Regions from separate parts of the Anser cygnoides genome. Here region 1 is linked to region 2. A link is a contact called in public Hi-C data. All regions are on one chromosome and are shown on one strand. Each heading gives the region's core, a stretch centred on a gene start, on an enhancer-like site or on the middle of the called end of the contact. The rest is flanking DNA. Distances are from core to core; before and after follow the strand shown. Region 1 overlaps SLC1A7 (solute carrier family 1 member 7). Region 2 holds the start of TUT4 (terminal uridylyl transferase 4).

Evidence for each region. Hi-C and Micro-C count contacts between places; a contact is called where the count stands out from the background.
Region 1: a Hi-C map of liver shows a contact between it and region 2, with 12 times the contacts expected there. The contact joins the enhancer-like site here to the promoter of TUT4 in region 2. A contact is called at or near these places in 2 of 7 Hi-C or Micro-C datasets (both in liver).

Annotation. Positions count from the first base shown.
Region 1 is chr8:27,637,666-27,643,926 of Taihu_goose_T2T_genome, reverse strand. SLC1A7 (solute carrier family 1 member 7) reads left to right here. Exons shown (of 11, transcript XM_048061937.2): 11 at 1,389-2,455. The coding sequence ends at 1,460. Among named protein-coding and RNA genes, the nearest start is that of PODN, 37 kb to the right of the region's middle. Within about 2 kb of position 2,561, at least 1 of the 3 cell types and tissues checked has open chromatin away from gene starts, as enhancers often do. A contact at or near this core is called in liver, where this site is marked.
Region 2 is chr8:27,467,952-27,474,383 of Taihu_goose_T2T_genome, reverse strand. It overlaps TUT4 (terminal uridylyl transferase 4), which reads left to right and starts at 3,207. Exons shown (of 30, transcript XM_048061909.2): 1 at 3,207-3,343. It also overlaps a transcript of LOC106033012 not described here.

The sequences.
Region 1 (6,261 bases), core at 1,312-3,811, 170 kb before region 2:
ACTAGTAGCAAACTTTTATTTCTGTTATTATTATTCCCATTTTACAGTCAGTCTTTCTGGTAAATCCCATTCTCGTGCCTTCCCTGAACATGCACTTAAAATTCCAGCTCTTTCAAGTTTTATAAAGAAAGACAGGTCTTATCCTCAGAGGTGCTTAGCACCTGCAGTAATTGCTGATGACAGGATGAGGCCTGAATACATTGACTGCACACATAGTGTGTTACAGAAAAATACAACCTAATGGGAAGGTATCAGCAGCCACAAAGCCAGAAGTGCAGTCTGGCTCCCCGCATAATGCAGGCCCGACGGTTCACTGCTGTATTTAGAACTGTCGGAACTCAAGAAGAGATGTTTCAAGAATATAAAATCCCTCCTAAGGGATTATTTAGTCATCTGTGATGAGATTTTTCTTTGCATCATGCTCTGTAATTGCATTAACATATACCATCAGTCTGCCATAAGTTTTGGCTGCATAATTTGTGAGTTAGTAATGTATACACAAAGCCGTATTTTGTCAGCTGCAAGCCCACCTCTTTTTTCTGCCAGTATTTATGTCTTATTTTCCCCGCCAGAACTTCTGGTTTGATTTAAAGGACGCTTCAGTATTCAACTTATGAATCACTCAATAAAATCCTCTTTATTTCTTTAGAAATAGGACAAAAAGACAGGTGTTAGTTCATCAAGTTAGAAGAAAGGCAGGAGGCCACACCGAATGCCTTACTGGTCTGTGTAATTGCACTTAAGCACTGCCCAAAGCTCACCATACTGAGGTCCATATCTTTTGAACCTGAAAGTCTAGACTTTAGGTACACTACTTGTCACTGTATTGATGCAAACAGGTATCACCATGGGTATAAATTAAATTAAAGTTGTGGTAGAATTTACATTTTTCCATACTTAGAGGCTGCCTCGCTGTCCAGATGGTGCAAAGATGCTTTAGTATATATAAGAAACAGGTCTTGGAAGACTACAGGGGCCTAGATAATCCTGGTGAATGCAAAGCAGACTAGAGGATTTCAAAGTAAAAATTCCCTTCCTGTTGTATCCAGCAAAGAGTGGCAGTATTCCAAATCTTACTGCTTTTCACATAGGTGCCATTGATCTGTGAAACTAAGCCTATTAACATCCAGCAGATTGTGGCTTACCAGAGAAATGGCTGTGTGAAGACCATGAATGAATCCCGTGGACCAGAAACAGTGAAAGGGTTTCAGCACCACATACCTGTACAAGTGGAGCAAGAAGAAAGCCCAGTGGAGAATCACACTAAGAAATCCAACAGTAAAGACCACTGCACTATTGAAATAAATGAACTAGAAACAAATGTGTAACTGCTACACTCAGTGGTATCTCACACCCCAGTGACCTGATACCCAATCTCTACCTCACAGCTGGAAGAGGGACTCTGCCTTGAACAGAAAAAAAAAGTGGGATTATCGCCACTCGGCTTGTACTGGAGCTAGGAGACCAGCTGTGAACGTCAGGAAAGGCACACAGCTTGCAAGAGACATGGGCTTCTTTAGGCGGAAGATCTTAATACTGAAATATTAACTAATGGATGACTACTGTTTTATTCTGCACTCATTTGACTCCAACATAGTATCTGACACTCCTTTGGCTTCTTTTTTTAAGAGTTTCTTTTTTATTTGACCCTGTCTGATTTTTTAACCAAAGCCTTTTTTGTGACTCTCAGTAATTATGAGCACTGTATTTATATATATGTATATTTGCTGTGTGAAAATGTTTCACCAAAACTGCTAAAGATACTAGTTTTGTCTAATATTCATGAAATAAAGAATACGTGCTTAGTTTTAGAACAGCAGTAAGAAGATCACACTGATTTCCTGAGCTCAAAATGTGGTGTATGTTACCAAACAACACCTCGAGCAGAGGTGAAGCAAAGCGTGTCATTTTGCAAGAGAGCATGTCAAGGTAATTCTGATGGGCAGCCTTCAGGGACAGGCACTCAGGTGTGATACGTAACGCAAACAATCCTAGGTCACTGCAGAGCACAGTTTGCCTTCCAAGTGCCAGATTTATTAACCTTTTTTTAACCTACGTCTTTGGTAGAGTCAGTACCATGCACACACAGTGGCAGAGGCAGCGTGAGCCCCAATCCATGAGCACTGGTGCTAATGTGTCCTCCCCTGTAGTCTGTCGGCTCTTCTACTGTAAATATGTACACATTTGAAGCTCGAGCTCTTGAACCATGCACTTCATCCTGAGGACAGATGGAACACCAACTGGAACCTGGTGATGTTGAGTAATATTGGGGTTCTGCGGGGAGTCTGCTGTGGAAACTGGATTGCTATTTTTCATAATTCAGTGGTTGAATTACGTTGAAGGTTTTGCCCTTTCCATAATCTACTGAATCTTTCAGTTCCAATAAAACCTGCTGAGTATGTTTCCAATGTTTGTGATAGAAAACATTTTTAATAAACCTGCCATTTCAAAAACAGGCTGTCTGTGCACTTCTACTATTAGTGACTTACTTCTGTGCCAAAAAGGATAGTGGAAGTGAGGAGACCTTTTCAAAAGTTGGGATTTGATCCAGGGATTGCGTACTAGCTCATGCCAATACAGTTGACATATTATATTTAGCTACTTGTGACATATCAGTTTCAGATAACATGTGCCTGGTATTCTAATATGCTGCTCCCGTCCATAGGAAAAAAAAAAAAAAACAGTCAAAATGGACAACTTCTACACTTGCCAGAAGCAGAAGTGATTCATGCACATGATTAACAGTTTTCCTGCAATGTGTATATTCACCTCTTCTTTAAGGGTTCCTGTTCAGACCATTCTTTTATTATGCTGTCATTAGTTGCCTCAGAAGGCTGTAGCATAGGTAGCTTAAATTTCCAATGGCAAAGCCAGAATGAACAAATGCATTTTATTTGCCTGTAATTCCAGAAGTCCAGGTCCAAGTCCAAGTGATTCCGCTTCCATGCAATAGAGGTCTGACCTTATGACTAGCTTTTCTTTTCTCCATTTCGTAACGGTTTATGTCACAAGTCAGCAGTTTCTTATCACATAGGGGAAGATTTGTAGATATCTTAAATGCACTGATACAATTGTTGTTGTGCGGACACTTTGCAAGAGGTCTCATGTCTAATTCCATAAGTCATTTAACGTACTTGCTCTACAGAGTGCCATTAAAATGTACGATTTTGGAGGGCTGAGGCTGCTCCGTGGCTCTCTGAAGGGGCAGAAGCCCTAGGCAATGAGCAGCATCTGATACTTTCATCACAGCAGCACGGGCAGCCCCCAGCTGTCTGTTCCTCCTCAAATAATCAGATGAGTAGTTTTAATTCAAACCAGTTCACATATGTTTTTAGCACAGTCCTGACAAACATTTGTGTCAACACAAGTGAAGGGGTGACACGGGGACAAGAACAAGCATCCAAGGATGAAGCTGTGTGAGCTCACGTGGAGAGGGCAGGATCTCTGCACACTGACTTTGCCAGCACAGAGAACATAATGTAAAGTTTCACCTTCACACAGTCATTTACAGCTATGTGAAGCGACAGTAAAATCCTGCCAGTCATCTAGCACTTTACAATCACTTTGAATAGACACAGATGATGAAGAAAGAGGTTGTGCAGATGCAAGAGTTAAAATAACTAGTTCTAGATCAGGAGGTTTTGGAGGAGTCTGCCCACGCACCATGCCAAGGTGCCTTGGTTTGCCAAGCAGAAAGCACTGCCATCCTTAGCACCTTCACACATTCTTCTCCAGCCACATACAGCTTTTGGCCAACTATAACGTGCAAACCCTTTTGCCTGCTTGCCTGAGCCAGCTATCCCAGTCTGACACTCTTCAGCTTAGCGATGTCTCAAGAGATGTAAGCCAACGCCGGTGCTAAGAAGCTATGCGACTTCTAAAAGGTGAACTTCGGATGGGATAAATCATCAAAGACCAGAAGGAGCTGGTTGTGCTACACAGTTCCTACACAATAATGAAAGCCGCAATTTTGCCCTTTACACTCTATTTAGCAAGTAGGGAATGGGAAGTCTCATGTGTTTGTAGAATTAACAGGCTATTTTAAAATCAACCTGCACTCAAACCCTATTCATAGACTGTCCAGTTTTGCTCTGCAAATTTGAAATGCATTATTTTTTTACATTATATTGTTTTATATACTTTTTAATTTGTGTTTTATACCAATATTTTTCTCCCATTCACCCTAAAAATTACACCATCTTAACTCACCATTATTTTGGTGAGACACTCTCTCCTGTAGTTTGGAGCCATAGCTTGGTTTCTTGCATTTTGCTTTTACATACTCCTTTTGGGGCAGGTTTATTTACGTTGATGCTGTCTAGGGCATTACACCAAAGCAGCAGCAGCAATGTGAACCAGCCAGGAGGAAAGCAGTGGGCCAGTTTCTCACCTGACCTTTATCACTTGTGGCAACAAATGCTGCTAACTAGAGGACTATGGCACTCTAGGGCTTTGTTCTGGTAAACATACGTGGTTCAGTGGAGTGTGCCCTTAACTGGAGCATCTGACTGCTACTATAGCCATTCTGTATTAGGAACATAAGACACCACTGTTAACTGTAGAGAGCCAAACGCTGAGGTTTTACTATAAGCTTTCCTCCATTTTAGCTTTTTTCTGCATCTCATGGTGCTTGTTGTCAAGCAGCTTGACACATGGTGCAGTTAGGCTAGCAGTAGGTTCCATAACATATTTGCACGTATGGATCTGTTCACATTTTCCAGCTATAATCACGCTTCTGTACAACGAAAATAATGAAGCTGTTGACTGTTAAGTTGGAGTGCAAGCTTTGTGTTGGTAAATATGTTTCTCCTACTGTCAGAGCATTTAAGCAAGCATGTGACCCCTGCAGACTCAAAACGTTTATAGAAAAATCAATCACTAATTACAACAGTTTGCATGGAATACATTCAAGTATACGTGGGAAGAACATATTTCTTAACTGGCAACATTCAGTCATATTCTGAAGTTGCCTCCCCCTCCTGAGAGGAAAGGGAACTTAGCCATTTAGAGTATACTCACTACATCCTAGGGCAGTGTGTTGGAAGGAGAGAGAACAATTCAGAAGGATGATGCGTTGTATATAGCTCTAGAAGAAATAATTTGAGAAATTACCCAAATTAACACATACGTATCAGAGACACCAGTTTTATACTAGTTCATTTGCAACGGCATTGCTCCAGAGACACTACCAAGAAGAAAGAAGCTGCTGCAGACTACTGTGGCATAAAACATCACTAAAGACATCGTAAAACAGGTCCTTGAGGATTTTGCTAATGCCAAGGAAGTTCTGAAGTGCTGAATTGCTGTAATGAATCCTTGTGCAAAAATTAGAACGGGGAGAAGGAGCCACAGCCAGGGCACTTCTGCATCCCACCAACTCCCAGGAGCTTCTGGCTGCCAACCCAAACATAGCTGCTTATGAAATTAATGCAGTTACTCATTCTCACCTAGTCTTAATTGCAGCTAAGTTTATTTGTGTCACCTGCATAGGTATCCCAACATACAAATAAGATGAGCTAAATAATAAGCTGAAACATTAAATCATATAAACCCTCCATGTTACACTAGCAATTCTAAAGTGCTTAGAAAACACAGTAGCTCTGTAACATCACCATTTGTTGAACTCTCTTTCAATACAACGAACATTAACATTGATTTTAGTCCCTCTTTAACAACAGCAGAAGTGATTTGTCATATTTTCAGAGCAGACAGAAAGCTAAGTCTTCAAGCCAGATGGATAGCCTTGAAAATGACCTCAGCCTTTCTTGTGCTTTCCATAAAAATGAGGTAACTACTAACAGAAGGTGGCTGCTCCGTGCAAGCAGAATGTGTAACCTATGTGGAGAACTCAGGCTGCCTTTGATCTTGCACATTGCTAAGCACTCCCGTGGCTGTGTCTCCACGGAGAGCCCAGGTGCATTTTGACATCAGGACAGCCACCTTTCAGTACAGCCACAGTGGTGAGGAGGAATTGCTGGTTTTCCCCTCCAGGCACTAAGCTGGCTGAGATCACAGCCTTCCAGCTGAGGACACAAAGCAATGTTTTTTCCAAGGGGATGCTTCTTGTACCTATCTTGCAGTGCAGGAGTGCATCTTTCCATACTAATAATGGCTGGAAAATATCTGACTGCAGCACTCGAAAAAGAGGCCAGAGAACAGGCGAATTTAATGCATCCATTTGCTAAGGGCTGAGTTGCAAATGAAGTGCAGGTATCAGATTTCCCACTTTAGCCTATGATTTCATATACAACTAAAGAAGCA
Region 2 (6,432 bases), core at 1,958-4,457:
ATGTCCTAGGGAAATAAGGGATAGTTTTGTGATTTTTTTGATGGACTTGCAAGTGCATTTCTTTAGTATCCTGACTATAGCATCTAGTAACTATGATGTAACATCAAAGGATACCAGTGGCTTGGTTGCTAATGGTTACAGCTGCGAGTGCTCAGAGCAAGAGTCCCAGCATACAGTCAGCAAAAACTGAGAATTACAGACATGCCACGCACAATATCATGTGCAATGGAGCACTCTTTGTCAAGCCTTCACGAACTTCTCCTCTGCGAGCACTTGGTTTGTGACAAGTGACAGGGTGATCTAGGAGAAAGCACATTACCAAGGAGGTGTCAAGTGAGAAAGAAGCATTAAGCATTGGAAACTAAATTTGTTACCAAAGCTTTCAGTTCTCAGAGCCATGCCACTGCCTCAGGATCAGTGCACTAACACCCTTCTTGGGTTGTCTGCATGAAAAAACAGCCATTTCTATCATTTGCTACTATGCCTGCAGGAAGAAAAGGATTTGTATATACAAGGTAACAACAATAGAAAGCATTTGATGATCATTGATTTTTTTCTTGGACTAAGAAACTGGCCCTCCATGCCTATGACTGATACCTCTTGGCAAAGAAAAGCAAAATGCAGAGATTTACAGAAAACAATTAAGTAGCACATCCAAGGCATATTGGAAATCCATCTTTTGAAGAGCAAATTACATTTCTTAATCTTACTGTGTGATTTTATTTTATTATTTATTTTAACTGAAAGTTTTGGTAGATCTTTGACAGCTTGATTAAATTTGCTTAGGGTGATTCATGCATAAGTGGCATTACTGAAAGTGCAGAAGCTACGTATAACTAGTTGAAAGATTTAACGACAGGTTTTAAACATTTCAGACTTAGCATGTTTTTATGTATTTCAGCTTAGGTAGACATTCAACGTCAAGAAATCATGCAATATTCTATGTGGATGAAAAATCTTCTACCATGCTGTCTATGGGGAAGATACCCAGTGCTAAGAGGCTGAAGTTCTCATCTCCACAGATAAGTGCCATCTTCCTGTATACTTTTCTGCCTGTAATATTGACCAAGAACCAAGTATGATTTCCTCACTTTACAAATAAATCATCTAAGAAGCTTTAGAGAGTTTCTTAACACACATCTGGAGATAGAGAATAGGGCTTTAATATACTATATACTTTTAAATAAATACAATCGAATTCTAAAAATAATCAAATTATTCCAACAATGAAAATAATGTAACTTGCTCATCTTTTTTTTTGGTCAGAAAATTAAAAATAAATCTACAATACACTTCTGCATTATTTTTAGGTATAATGATATAGTAGTTTTGGTATGGGGCTACAAATAAGGCATCACACTGCAACATGAGACAAGCGAGGTTTTGCTCTGGATAGGGACTCTATAAAATCTGCTTCCTACAGCTTCACATTTATTGTCTCTGATTCCCAGACAAAACTCACTTGCTTTTAGAATTACGTTTTCCTCCTACAAACTCAGCCCAGAATCTGAATGCTTTTGATCACTGTCACTGAATTAGGAGTTCTTTAAATAATGGCCAGCTGGCAGTGGAATTCAGCTTCCTCTTTTACTGCCATGTTTCTATACTACTCCCTGCAATAAAACATTCAACATCAGCAAAGAAAGCAGAATTGTTTCTGAAAATACACAGCAACTATGTCAAAGACCATTGGTTTTGTAGTGGTTCGAGTTTTCAGAGCCAAACTGCACTAGCATTTTCAATTAAAGTCTATCCAACAGTTTGAACTAAATTGTTGAAAGAATCTGATATATTCTAATAAATTTCAGCTCGCAGGAAAAATGCCAATCAGGCTAACAAACTGGTGTCTGTTTGCTCAGTAGCATGTCTAAATATCGATCTAGGATGACAATATCCAGTAGCAAGTATAATTTAGTTACTTTTGCAATTTACTCTTTGGCCTACTAAACCTAATAAAAATATTTGTCAAATAGGACTGGATTGAAACCACCACCCAGCTAACCTCAGCTGCTCACCGAACAGCACTGAAGCACTTCAATTTTTGTCACTGCTGATTTTGACGGGATTAGGCCCATCTTTCTAAAGGCGAAAGCTCTGCGCAACTTCCCATTAGCAATACCCTGAGGTATCCATTCCTCGTTTTGTAAAACTTGAACTTCAAGTGAACCATGAGAAAGCAGATTAGCTCTAAGGATTGCACTGAACTGACAATACATTTCAAAGCTTTATTCCACCAGCATTTGTAGCATCCAGCATTACAGATTTTGCAACTTTTACCTACACAGGCTCCCTGAGGTAGCCTTTCCAGCACTATTATTCATGTTATTTTGAGTAACTTCCTTTCAATCTCTTCAGTAGTTCAACAGTAATCTTTTATGCCCCTTGTTTTTCTGGACAGGCCTCCTTACCCAGGGCTAAGAAGTGCCAACAACATGACATTTCCCTGCCAAGAAGGGGTAGTGCTGTACTGCATCACTGAGAGATTTGCCTTACATAAACACTTGCCAATTTCTTTAGGTCACCCCCCAGCACTGCCAAGAGCTGGGCAGGCCAGCTCTTCTCCCCCGAGACCTGCGGGAGTGCCAGCAGACACGCTGGCCAAGCCGCTGTCCCTAGCTGCAGCTGGGGCCAGCTTTGCAGCCAAGGTCAGGGAGCCAGGGAGCATTTCCCTCAGTGTGTCCCGTGTTGGGGAAAGGCCCCGGGAGGTTCGGGGTGTCCTGCAGCCTGTTTACCACAGGCTGCTTTGTGTGGAGCACACCAGCGCTCCTCCACCGACCGGCAGCGTGCAGAGCAGGCTAAGGGGCAAAAAAACCTCAGAGGCGCAGGCTGTGGTGGGGGACCCTCAAGGAGCCACCACAGCGGATGAACAAGCCCAAAGGCGGCTCTACAGGGCCTGGGGCCTTGCCTGCGTGAGGGGGGCCGGGCATTCCCTCACGGCTTGTGGAAAAAAAAACGGAAAAAAATTGAGGGGAAAAAATCGAGCAGCTGATTCCCTCAGCCCCCTGCTGCAGCACCGCGGCAGGCCGGCCGGGAAGGCGGGGGAAGGCGGCAAGCGGGGCTCTCCCCTAAACCGAGGGAGCCCCGGGAAGGGCCGAGGGGCCGGGGGAGGCCGAACCCAGCCGTGCCAAGCCCAAGCGAACCGAGCCGGGCCAAAAGGAACCGAGCCTGGCCGAGGCGAGCCGCCCGCCCCCGGGGCTCTCCCTCCCGCCCTGCCCCACAATGCAGCGCGCGGCGCGGCTGACATGGCGGCCGGGCCGGACTGAGCCGCTGCCGTCGGGGCCTCCAGCAGCCGGAGCCGGGCATGGCGGGGGCGCAGCCCCGGCACCCTTAGGGCCGCAGCCAGGTACCGGGCCCCGGGGGGCCGGGAGGGGGCTCCCCCGACAGGGTGAGGGCGGCTGGGCGCTCTCTGCCCTCTCCCCTTTCCCCTCTCCCCCCGTGCGCGGCGGGGCGAGGCGGGCTCGGGGGGCACGGTGCCCGCGGAGCCCCCGGAGCCCCCGGAGCCCCCGGCCTCAGCCCGCCCGGCCCCGGCCCCGCCGCTCGCCGAAGCCTCGCAGCCCTGCGGCCGGCCGCTGAAAGGCTGCGAGGGGGGGTCCCGGGCCATCCTCGCCCGCTGGGCCCCCGTCCAGCCCGGCCGTGGCCCCTCCTGCTCGCCCAGGGGAGAGGTTCGGGGTTCTGGGCGTCGCGGGGTGCCCGCAGCGCCGCCGGGGGCTGCCTCCCCCCGGGGTGGCTGTGGCTCTTTTGTCGGCTCGTCTCGTGTGCGGGGAGAGCTGAACGAGGCTCCAGCTCCTGCAGGACGCTGCGATGTGCCAGTTGGCTCAATGTGTCACAGCCCCCGAGGCCTTCTTGCTGTTAAGGTTGTTTGTGGGAATAGCAAAGGGGATGAGCTGTGAGGGCGCAGAGGAACAATGTAATCAGGTTCAGGCTGAGGTATTAGGGAGGGACTGGTATGTGAAACAATAGTTTTATCTGCGTGCGGATCCATTAATTCTTTTTGGTTTTCACGCCACCCCCACGTCACTTTGCTTCATGAATGCCTTGCCCTGCCTTTGAGGGTCACTGCATCTGCTTGAAAATAGAGGATACATGTTGGTTTTGTTTTACTTATGTTCCCAGCTCGGGGAGGTGCTTTTGGACAGTCTGACCCCAGATAGTTATGACATAATTATTTCCGAGACGAGAAAAGTAACCCAGACATGGAAATATGACTTAATTACAGTATCTGACAGAAGAAGCTATATTAGGAGTGAGAGGTCTCCTTTTCAACCATTAGTTATGTAGTGAGCTTTTGTCTACCTGACTTTAGTGATAATCGCTGCATAAAATTATTTTTAGGATGAAATTACAGTTTCCCAGAACATATGTGTTGGGATATGATCCTGGAGGATACATAGAGAGGGATCAGAAAGTTCTTTCTGTGTTCTGTCCTTGCACAGAAAACAGCTGGGACTTTGTCTCCTACCCACCTAGCGCAGGAACAGAAATTGCAAGGTGCCACGGGGCACCTACACGGTACAGGGCATTTGCCTGCTTCTTCCTCTGAAGGGAATTACTGCTGCAGGGACAAAGGGGAGAAGGATTTCCCTGTGTCCTACTTGAAAGCAAGATATCCCTAGGGAGCTCCTCTTAAATTTCTTGTGGATCTGCTTGTCACGGTTTTGGTTTGTATATTCATATCGATAAGGCAGTTCAAAATCTTGCCCAGCTGAGAGTATATCCTGCTTTCTAGTTGTGCTTGCTTTTACATTTTATGAAGTGTTTTTACTAAATCAACTTTAATTGTTGTCCTCATCTTGATGAGGTAACGTAATACTGGTACAGAGTATTTATTTTTTTCATGGAAGGACAGATTCTGCGTTTTGCTTATTGGATTAATTTGCAGCATGGAAGCCATCCAGGGGAAGTCAACGTTTCTGATGCTTTTGGCGCATTATCAAACAGCGTACAATAATAATCACAAGTTGTTTAATTGTACATAAGTGATAGATCAGTAACTCTTTTAGCACAGAAGTACTGAAAACACATTGTCTAAGTTTAGTAAGAATGCATATGAATCTCATGTTTTACTTTTGAACAGCGCTGCATACACAGATGTGTATGTACCCATACTATACCCTTGGTTCTGATGTTTTAGTAAATCTTTGGAAAAAAACAGTGCATCACATGTTACTAGATTACTTAATTAATTTTTATTTCTGTTGCTGTCTAAAAGAAACATTGCCAGCAAGAAGTAACTTTCAGACTTCAGTTTTTGGTGTCAGCAAAACTTGACTTGGGAGTCTGGAATCAGTTTAGTGTTACAAACGGTTGTGAATCAACGCATGTGCCAACTATATGAGTGTATTTTTGACAACTTTTCTAAAGTAACAGTTTCCAGTGTATTTCTTTCAGAAGTGAAAGTGCTGGATCCTAGTAAAGCAGACCTAAGGATGCTGGTGGTAACGGATCCATTTGCTTTGGCTGTGGTTTGTGAACTAGTTTGCAGCTGGTACGAGGTAGTGCAAAGGATGTCCTCCTAAAGGATTAGGGTTTGGGTGGAAGGATCACTGTTAATACAAGATCCAGATAAAGTTCTATGCCAAAAATACACACTGTTGTATTTTTATTGAGCACAAACAGCAAGGAGAAACAGAAGTTTAAGAAGAAGATGGATAGATAGAATTTAAATATGTAGCTGCTATTTAAGCCAGCTTCGTGATCAGTTCAGGCCTCCAGAAGCTACTTTAGCCTCTGAAAGGCCTTACGCCTATGTAGTGCTGTATTGCTTTTTTTCCCTCTTTTTTCCTTTTTTTTTTTTTTTCCTCTCTAGCCTCCTACCCTGTACCCTGTACTGGTACAAATGTTGTTTGTTCTTAAAAGTTAGAGCTAACTTGGATCAGTTTCCTGATCTGGTTACAGCATGTACCTTGCAACACAGAGCAACATTTGAGGCAGGTGGTACCCCTTTTTTGGCTTCAGAGCTTAAGCCGATTGCGAAACGGTGGGGTTTTTCAAAAGTTTAAACAACTAGTACAGTAAAAGTGGGGTCAGACCCCAAACTCTGAGGCATTAGGTATCTTTATATGAAATACACAGGGAAGGGAGGACACAGTAATGTAATTACACAGCTGGTGGAACAGAGGGAGGGTGGCTTTCCTCCGTTTGGAGTGGGATTGGTCAGCACTAGTAGGTTCAGAAATTAGTCCTTGGCATTTGCTGCTTGGTGACACACCTCTTTCTTGCCTTCCCAGTCAGTCAGACCAGCTTGTAGGAAACAGAACGGCTGTCGATGCAAATAGGAGCTAACCCGTATCGAGCACGTTCTGTATGGATTTCCTGTCTCGCATATCTGCTTGTTTAAGGGCTTAATTGTAGGATGGTTATTATACCTAGATACATTAATGCTAAGCTTTGCATAAAGCAAGGCCTTTCCTGTTACTTCAGTTACAAATGATA